Linked DNA regions of Gasterosteus aculeatus: region 2 is linked to region 1. A link is a contact called in public Hi-C data. All regions are on one chromosome and are shown on one strand. Each heading gives the region's core, a stretch centred on a gene start, on an enhancer-like site or on the middle of the called end of the contact. The rest is flanking DNA. Distances are from core to core; before and after follow the strand shown. Region 1 has its middle 6.4 kb from the start of LOC144383600. Region 2 holds the start of col28a1a (collagen, type XXVIII, alpha 1a).

What was found. A called contact is a pair of places that touch in the nucleus more often than the background predicts.
Region 2: a Hi-C map of whole body shows a contact between it and region 1, with 2.1 times the contacts expected there. The contact joins the promoter of col28a1a here to the enhancer-like site in region 1. A contact is called at or near these places in 3 of 6 Hi-C or Micro-C datasets (skeletal muscle, tail fin and whole body).

What each region holds. Positions count from the first base shown.
Region 1 is chr10:2,020,524-2,024,486 of fGasAcu3.hap1.1, reverse strand. No RefSeq gene overlaps it. Among protein-coding and RNA genes, the nearest start is that of LOC144383600, 6.4 kb to the right of the region's middle. Within about 2 kb of position 2,651, at least 1 of the 9 cell types and tissues checked has open chromatin away from gene starts, as enhancers often do.
Region 2 is chr10:2,058,257-2,062,007 of fGasAcu3.hap1.1, reverse strand. It overlaps col28a1a (collagen, type XXVIII, alpha 1a), which reads right to left and starts at 1,908. Exons shown (of 35, transcript XM_040189405.2): 1 at 1,725-1,908; 2 at 588-734. The coding sequence starts at 714.

The DNA of each region.
Region 1 (3,963 bases), core at 1,402-3,901:
GCAGTCAGAGAGCTTGTGCTTCATCGCTGGTGAATAGAAATAATTAGCTTGGCCTTCGCCATGTCCATTTTGTTTGAACAGGTTTAAACATTGTTAACGGGTTGCTACACCCAAAAAACTATCAAAGACTCAGAACCTCACCTATTGTAATTCATTCCTGGCGGTCAAGAGGCATGACAAATTCGAAATGGATGGATGCCGTGTCGTTCTTTCAAATGTCATGTCATTATATTGGTAATTTCCTCCTGTTTCTCTAATCTGCTCGTCCATGCTCCCGTGAAAGGTGCATCCTTACTAAGCAGTTGTATATTCATACATTTCATTGTTGTAATTAAAAGTAAATTAAAAGAATATTCAGCAAATATGAAGCCCGCTATAGAGAAAAAAAAGATAACATGTCATTAAAAATCCCAAATTCCATTACATAATTATAAATGACACAAGACATGAGGAGCATTGTCCTCTTTGATGACATCCTCACTGACATCATGTCAAAAAGATGTGAATCAAATAGACGACTCATGTTTTCTATCTCTAGTTTATTATTTATGATTATGCCAAAGGTATAGTCATAAATTATTGGCCAATTAATAATAATAATAACAATACATTTTATTTATAAAGCGCTTTTCAAAATACTCAAAGACGCTTAATACAATGATGCAACAGAATTGAGATGCTTACAAAGAAGATGCTCAGAGCAAGATACTGGTTAAATGCTGAGTAACCAGTGTCAAACTGATTCATTTACTTCATCGATAGAATATAAAAGGTAAGTCAGTTGTTTTTTAATGAATTGATTTAGGAATCTATTTCTTAGCCTAATTGTTCATGCCTTTCATGCATTAAATAAGAATTCAGGAAACCATATTCCTGTCTTTCTTTAAAATAATCTGGTTTATTTAGGAAGGAATGCTATCACAGATTATTTATTCAGTCAAAGTCAAAACAAATTCAAAGAAAATAAAAATGATTAATCAATAAACAACTGAATAAATAAAAAGTTGAGAAATCCACTCCTACTTCTACGGAGGGATAGATTGATTTGCAGATATTCATATGTGACAACCTGTATTGATTGGTATGGAAATTGAACTGGTAGTCCTCGGAACCAGTGACATATTGCAAACTTAATATATGTCCCACAAATACGTGATAATGTTGACACATTGTAAGTTTATTTTGCTTATACTTTGGACATGTACTTGTTTGGAATATATATTTTTTTCTAATAATTTTGTCTTTTTTATTTGAATCCCACATCCCATTTTGTTTTCCTTCTTTCTTCACCAACAAATAGTCTGGCAAGGTTATTTTGCAGTGTTTTTATTATGCCATGTTTTAATGTCTGCCATTTTCTATATTATGTAGAATCACCACAGAAAAGAAAAGATTTGTTTCCATATTTTTACAATGTGCCGTGTTGGTCTTCAAGTCTTACATTTACTCAAAATAAGACGGCGGGGGAAACCGACAGAAGATATTGATTATATTCAACCGCGTCATCAGGTGTCTATTCACTGAGCCTGACAGAATTCCCACAATTATATGACTTTTAAACTCAACCAGAATGAGTGAATCCAGAATAGGTCTTATACTACTTATTACTTTGCCCAAAATATCTCCAGGAATAAAAGCACTGAAATAATTATTCACCATGGAATGTAAACAGATAATCGAGATAATAATCAGAGGGCAGGTGGTGGGCATCTTAGAATACCTGAGCTTGTGTGTTCGATCCTTCTGTGCTGTCGTGAGTCTTAAAGTCCAAATGAAAATGTAAAACGTACGGAGAGAATTGTTGAGTGCTTTGCTTTGTGGGCTCTCCGTTTAAAGGGCCGAGGGCCCAGTAGCAGGAGACACGTGTCTCACAGTGCTTTAGAAAAACAGATAAATGGGGGTGTAGGATAGAAAAACACTACCTTGAATCATTTATTTACCAAAAATAATTAAATTAGAAAATGTGTGTGTGAAAAATTGTGCGAAAAAAGACTTTCAGAAAAGCTACTAATTGGACCATGGGGAGATTTATTTTATAGCTCTAGAAAAATCATACATTTAAAGTTTAAAATATTGCTAGGATCAAAATCTAATTTATTACAGACTACATTTTCATTACTACATTAGAGAACCACCGTAGTGGTATAATGTTCAACATTTTTAAAGGAATAATACATTTTATCTGACACGTAAGAGTTCAATCATCCAGTAGGTGGCAGTAAAGCACCACAGTCCAGCTGGAGCACAAGCAGATGCCTCCTGCTAACTAAAACATCCTCACATAAGAAGAAAACCATTGTTGGCCCCGTTTCAACTGCTAATCGGCTTTGTCACAAACTCGATTTTCCTGCACTAATCTCCACCTCCCAGAAAATCCAAACAGGGCACACAGAACAAAGGTAAGACTCTTTAAAATCAAATTAGGTAGCAGCAAGACTCTTGTAATCCTCTGTTTCCTCCCCTTCTTAGCCATGCTGCTGTTTTCTCTATTCAGACGAAGCTTCCTGGTACATCTAATCCCTATTTATCATAAACAAACAAAAAAAAGGTGATGGACGACATCAAATCAGCAACCAACTGCTGGAACACCTGACCTGCGGGTGGATGACGACATCCCAGAGTTCACCACATTATCACACCGGTTGCTTTGCCCTTCACTCTGCATTCCCGTTGCGAAACAATCAAGCCTTTTAAATGAGCGGCTAGTTAGTGAGAGTGGTCCTTAATCAGAGCCCCCCTCATTCAGCCAATCAGACCTGCTGACATGGAGGCAGAGCTCGGAGGTTAAACGCAACCCCCCGGCGCTCCCCTGACTGGATCCGCATAGCTGTTTTTTTTTGTGACCTGCTGTTTTTTTTTCACAAGCTAATGAAAAGCCAGATTCAAAGCCGAGATGTCCACACAGGCAAGTCATAAGTCAGAGATCATATTTCTTGACAGGTAAATTTTCCCTCCTTTTTAATCCCATTTAACACCTCAACCCTTGGTTGACATATCTGTTGTCCTATAAAAACAGTTTTTTCAATAATTCCAAACAATGGCCTGGGTACATGTATTCAGGACCTCTCTGACTACACTTTTATAGTGAGAACACTTTCAAAACCACACCCACGTTCGCTACTTCATTGGTTCTTACCATTCATGACGTATCCTTCCCAGATTTGTCAGATTACCTGACCGTATCATCTCTAGTGTACGTTAATGGTCATGAGTCTACGAAGGTGGCCAAGTAGAAGCAGATCATCTCAAAAATTATGCTGAAACCGCCCTGTGGATGGAGATTGTTTAACGGAGCAGTGTGGATGTAGCCTGATTAATGTACAAACATAATCAATGTTTTTTGTTCATTGGGTGTTGATTTTCTTCTTCCACACAAACATGTCTATTTTGGGGATTGTTCTTTATTGATTCATTGGTAGAAGCATTTGAGCAACGAGGCCTTGTTGGTAATCACAGCATTAAAACAGTCTTGGGAAGTGGGACTTGATTGGACAAAACAGCAAACCAATCGGATCAAGTCAAAGGGGAAAAACACTTTTTATTTGGGTTCTTTCAATAGAGATAATCTGACAATCTGCCCGATCAGTAACAAAACAAAGTACTTTCATTCGACGTGCATTGGAAGGGGTAGTGGCCAATTAAATTGCAGGCCGTTCAACTGCAGAGATTTCCCTCAATACTACAAGTTTTAAAAAGTAAATTTTCTTTACAAAGCTCTCAACTACCCCCAAGTCGCCCCATCCTCTGATCGAAGAAACTGCGCTACCGACTATTTTTGTTTGACTCAACTTGATCTCCAAATTCATGCTGTAAGTGTATAAGTAGTTGAGTAGTAAAGTCAATTAATAATGATAAATTCAAATAAAAGCAGCAGAGACAAAACGGCTTCTAGCTGCAGTCAGTTACATCGGAGAAAACGAGACGGTAGCTCAAGATGGAGAGCTTTTTGCATTGGAAGTAAAA
Region 2 (3,751 bases), core at 659-3,158, 38 kb before region 1:
GGTTGTCTTACATACCGCTCTGCCAATTAATTATTCACACCCCACCTGGAAAACACTACAGCCGTTTGCTATAATGTATCACACCCCAGCCCTGTATTCTGATGTCCTGTCTTAATGATCAAGTTTTGTACAGAAATGTACCCCTTTGACAAAATAGAAAACACTCTTGTCGAGGCAGCAACTTCTGGTTCTTCCGTATGACGTAACCCCTGTGAAACTACTCATTGGACAGTGTCTTCCCAGAAGCATAGCGCCCTCTCAGTGCTTACCAACCAACAAAAAGTGGCACTACAGTACATGCTGGTTCATTAGGCCACGTCTAGAGAACTACATTTGCTAAAAGGCACAATATATTGCTCACAATCAATGGCGACTGTATTTAAGCATTTTATGGTTAAAAAAAACACAAAATACCCAAACCTAAAAAAAAGTATGATGTGTCCCCTTGAAGTCCTTTAACTCACGCCTGTGTAAACAGCCACAGCTCGTTGCTTTGACATAATGTAAGATGTGTAATAATCTAGAATGTACTAAGTCTTTGGACAAGGTGATACATTATACATTTCATTTCTATTCAACACACTTACTTTTGGCCTCATTGATGATGACCTGGTAATCATCTCTTTGTCCTTTCCCTTTTCTTTTTTGGCATGTAGTTGGACTTGATAGGGCCAATGTGAGGATCAGAACCTTTTCGAGCCACCGCATAGTCATTGTTTAGTACAGCCGATAGCCTGGAGAAATATAGAGAAGGATATAGCAGCACTGGTGGTAAATGAGGCTGCAGGAAGACTTGTTGCAGATTTGAGCGGTTACATTATCACTGGTTGGCGGGAATTTCACATGGGCAAAAGTGGGAGACAGGATCACTCTCAGGCGATTCCCCTCGTCTTCCAGATGCTGTTAGAGATCATCACTATTACCTTTACCTCGATACATCTGCCACTAGTACTGCTGCACGTATCACCATATGCTAATACTAATACTAGTGTTTGTATTTTGAATGCTTCTGAGACATCAACTGCCAGAACTACATTTTGGTGGTTCTGGCGATTATACTAATAATGCTGCTCTAGCATCTAGGTTGGGAAATGGGGCGATACATACTGTGGTTTAAGGTCAATATATGGAAAAGGACTGACTTGTGTCATCTAATTATTTTATTCTAAAGGATTTTGGCACCTATGTGGCTACTTTAGCCATTTGAAGTATCTAAAAGGGTTTCATGCAATACGCATATGCAGAACGTGATTTTATTAATGTCACCCACCCCTATCAAAACCACTGATGCAATTACTACAAATAATAGCATTATGTTAATCGCTTCTACTTCCACAAACTACAATTACTGCTATCAGCCTTATTGTGCTATTATTGGTTTGATTCATAATTCTATTGTATTATGAATACTGCTGGAGTGTTGCTACAGAAATACTTTGATTACAGCCAATTACCATGCCTACATATTGCTGGTTATTCAGATAATACTTCTACCTGTGAAGTGGTGGTATTATATTTGGAATCAAAACTGTTTTTAGAAATGTGAGTAAACTGCAATTGCTGCTGTTACTGTAGTGCCACAAAACTAAACTTTCCACCATTTCAACCACTTCTATATACAACATGTGTCTGGTACCATAAGTACCACAAAGTAAAATAAAACATCCTAAAAGAGTATGATGTACATATTTCATAAGAGTTCCCCAAGCTTAAAGGAGCCATACCTGTGTGTTGGGAGAATAAGAGCCCCGGCTTAATCCATTAGTGAGAGCAGCACGCGTGCCTCGTTCTGATGGCCACAGTACACCGGGGAAAGTCTCCCACATTACAAACAGACTTCTTATTGGCCCCCTTCAAAGTAAAGCTCCACATGAATACGTTGCATCTTTCGTCTTTTTTAAAAGTGGTTGGGAACTAGAACTTTACATATGAAAATACTTCCATAATTTCAACATGCAATTATGAGTATATAAGATGCAGTTCGTAGTTCTTCAAATAGCCAGCTGCTTTTATTTTGAAGGCTACTTGTTCTGACAAACTGTCGTAGCTTGAAGCGTTTTTTCACTAATCACGGACTCAGTTGAAATAGGTGGCAATGCAACAACAGCGGAACCTTTTACACATCGAAAAGCACAAAGAGAAAGAAAAAGGAATCATTTAGATGTAAAACTCCTGCAGTCACAGAAAAATGATCAGGTAATCGTTAAGGAGTATCTCTACTGTTATTCTATTGCTGTACCACGTAAATTATTCCAACTATTATTGTGTAATCATGAATGTGAGAGATGTGTATTGTTGTAGCTGTCCCCCCACACAACTATGGGAATCTCTCCATCCATCCAAGTCAGAGTTGTAAACATGTGATAAATGTTGTGAAAGGAAACATGTGTAACATTCGCTCCCTTCTGGCTCTGCTTTGGTCTCCACCAACTGCTCAGGAGAAAAAAGTATCCTTCTCTTTGTTGTAGGTTTGTCAGAGCTTGTCTTTTTGGAAAACATCTGCCTGTTGGACACCAGGTTAATGAGTAATGGCTCATCACTTTTTACATGTAACTATTAATTTCATTGTTTTAAAATGATTGACAAAAGAAGCTTAAAGTACTGAACTTTGAAGTCTATTTCCACCACTTTCAAAATTATATTTGTTTTTTAAGTGCAACTTAAAAAGTAGCAGGTAGCATGTACAAGTTATTGCATCTACCAGCCATCTTTCACTGCAAGGAATATCTGGATAGCATCCAAGACAAAGTCAACACAATAACAGGGTGTAATGTAGGGTGAAGAAGACAGAACATGTACTCTGAGGTTGGACTGAAAATATGGCTCTATCAGGGTGGTGGAGAGAAAAAGGGATGTTCTCAAACTAATCTTTATGGAGCCAAATGTGAAACCCGAGAAGGTTTAGTGACTGCAAGAGACCTGGAGGATGTCGGTATGAGAAATCTTAATTAGCTGCTCCAATAACTCATATAGACAGGCCGGGACGACGCATCACGCCCGATTCCTCACATAAATCACGGATATGTCTTTGACCTGCCACTGCTCTTTGCTGCAAGAAGTTACCAATCATTGAGCTTGTTGCCTGCAACCCCAGAGAAAACATTCCTCCATAGATCCTCTACGTTTATAACATATCAGTTTGCTACTGCTAGGAATAAACAGTCTTCTGAAGTGAACTGGTGCACAATTACACACCTGTTAATATAACAAGTGGTCAAAGGTTGGTAGGCTAACATGAGGTGACATTCAGAATATCTGGGAAAAATTCTCTTTTGATTAAGATAAAGAACTGCATAGTGAAATTAAGCTAATAAGATAGGATGATAGTCTGTAATTTTGTCAAAATTCCCAGCTGCTTTCTGATGCTAGACAGTGAGCTAAACATGCTAAACATCCGTCTTAACACAGACTCTGGCAAAACTTCAATATTAATGCTATTAGACCTCAGTGCTGCATTTGATACTGTCGACCACTCAATACTTTTGGACAGGTTGGAAAACTGGGTGGGGCTCTCAGGCACAGTCTTAAGCTGGTTCAGGTCATATCTACAAGACAGGAACTATTTTGTTTCCATTGGTGACTTCGTATCAGAAACAACTGACGTAACGTGTGGAGTCCCCCAAGGTTCGATCTTAGTGCCGACTTTATTCAACATCTACATGCTCCCACTAGGACAAATCATGCAAAGAAATAAAATTGACCACCATTGCTACGCTGATGACACCCAAATCTATGTATCGCTATCACCAAA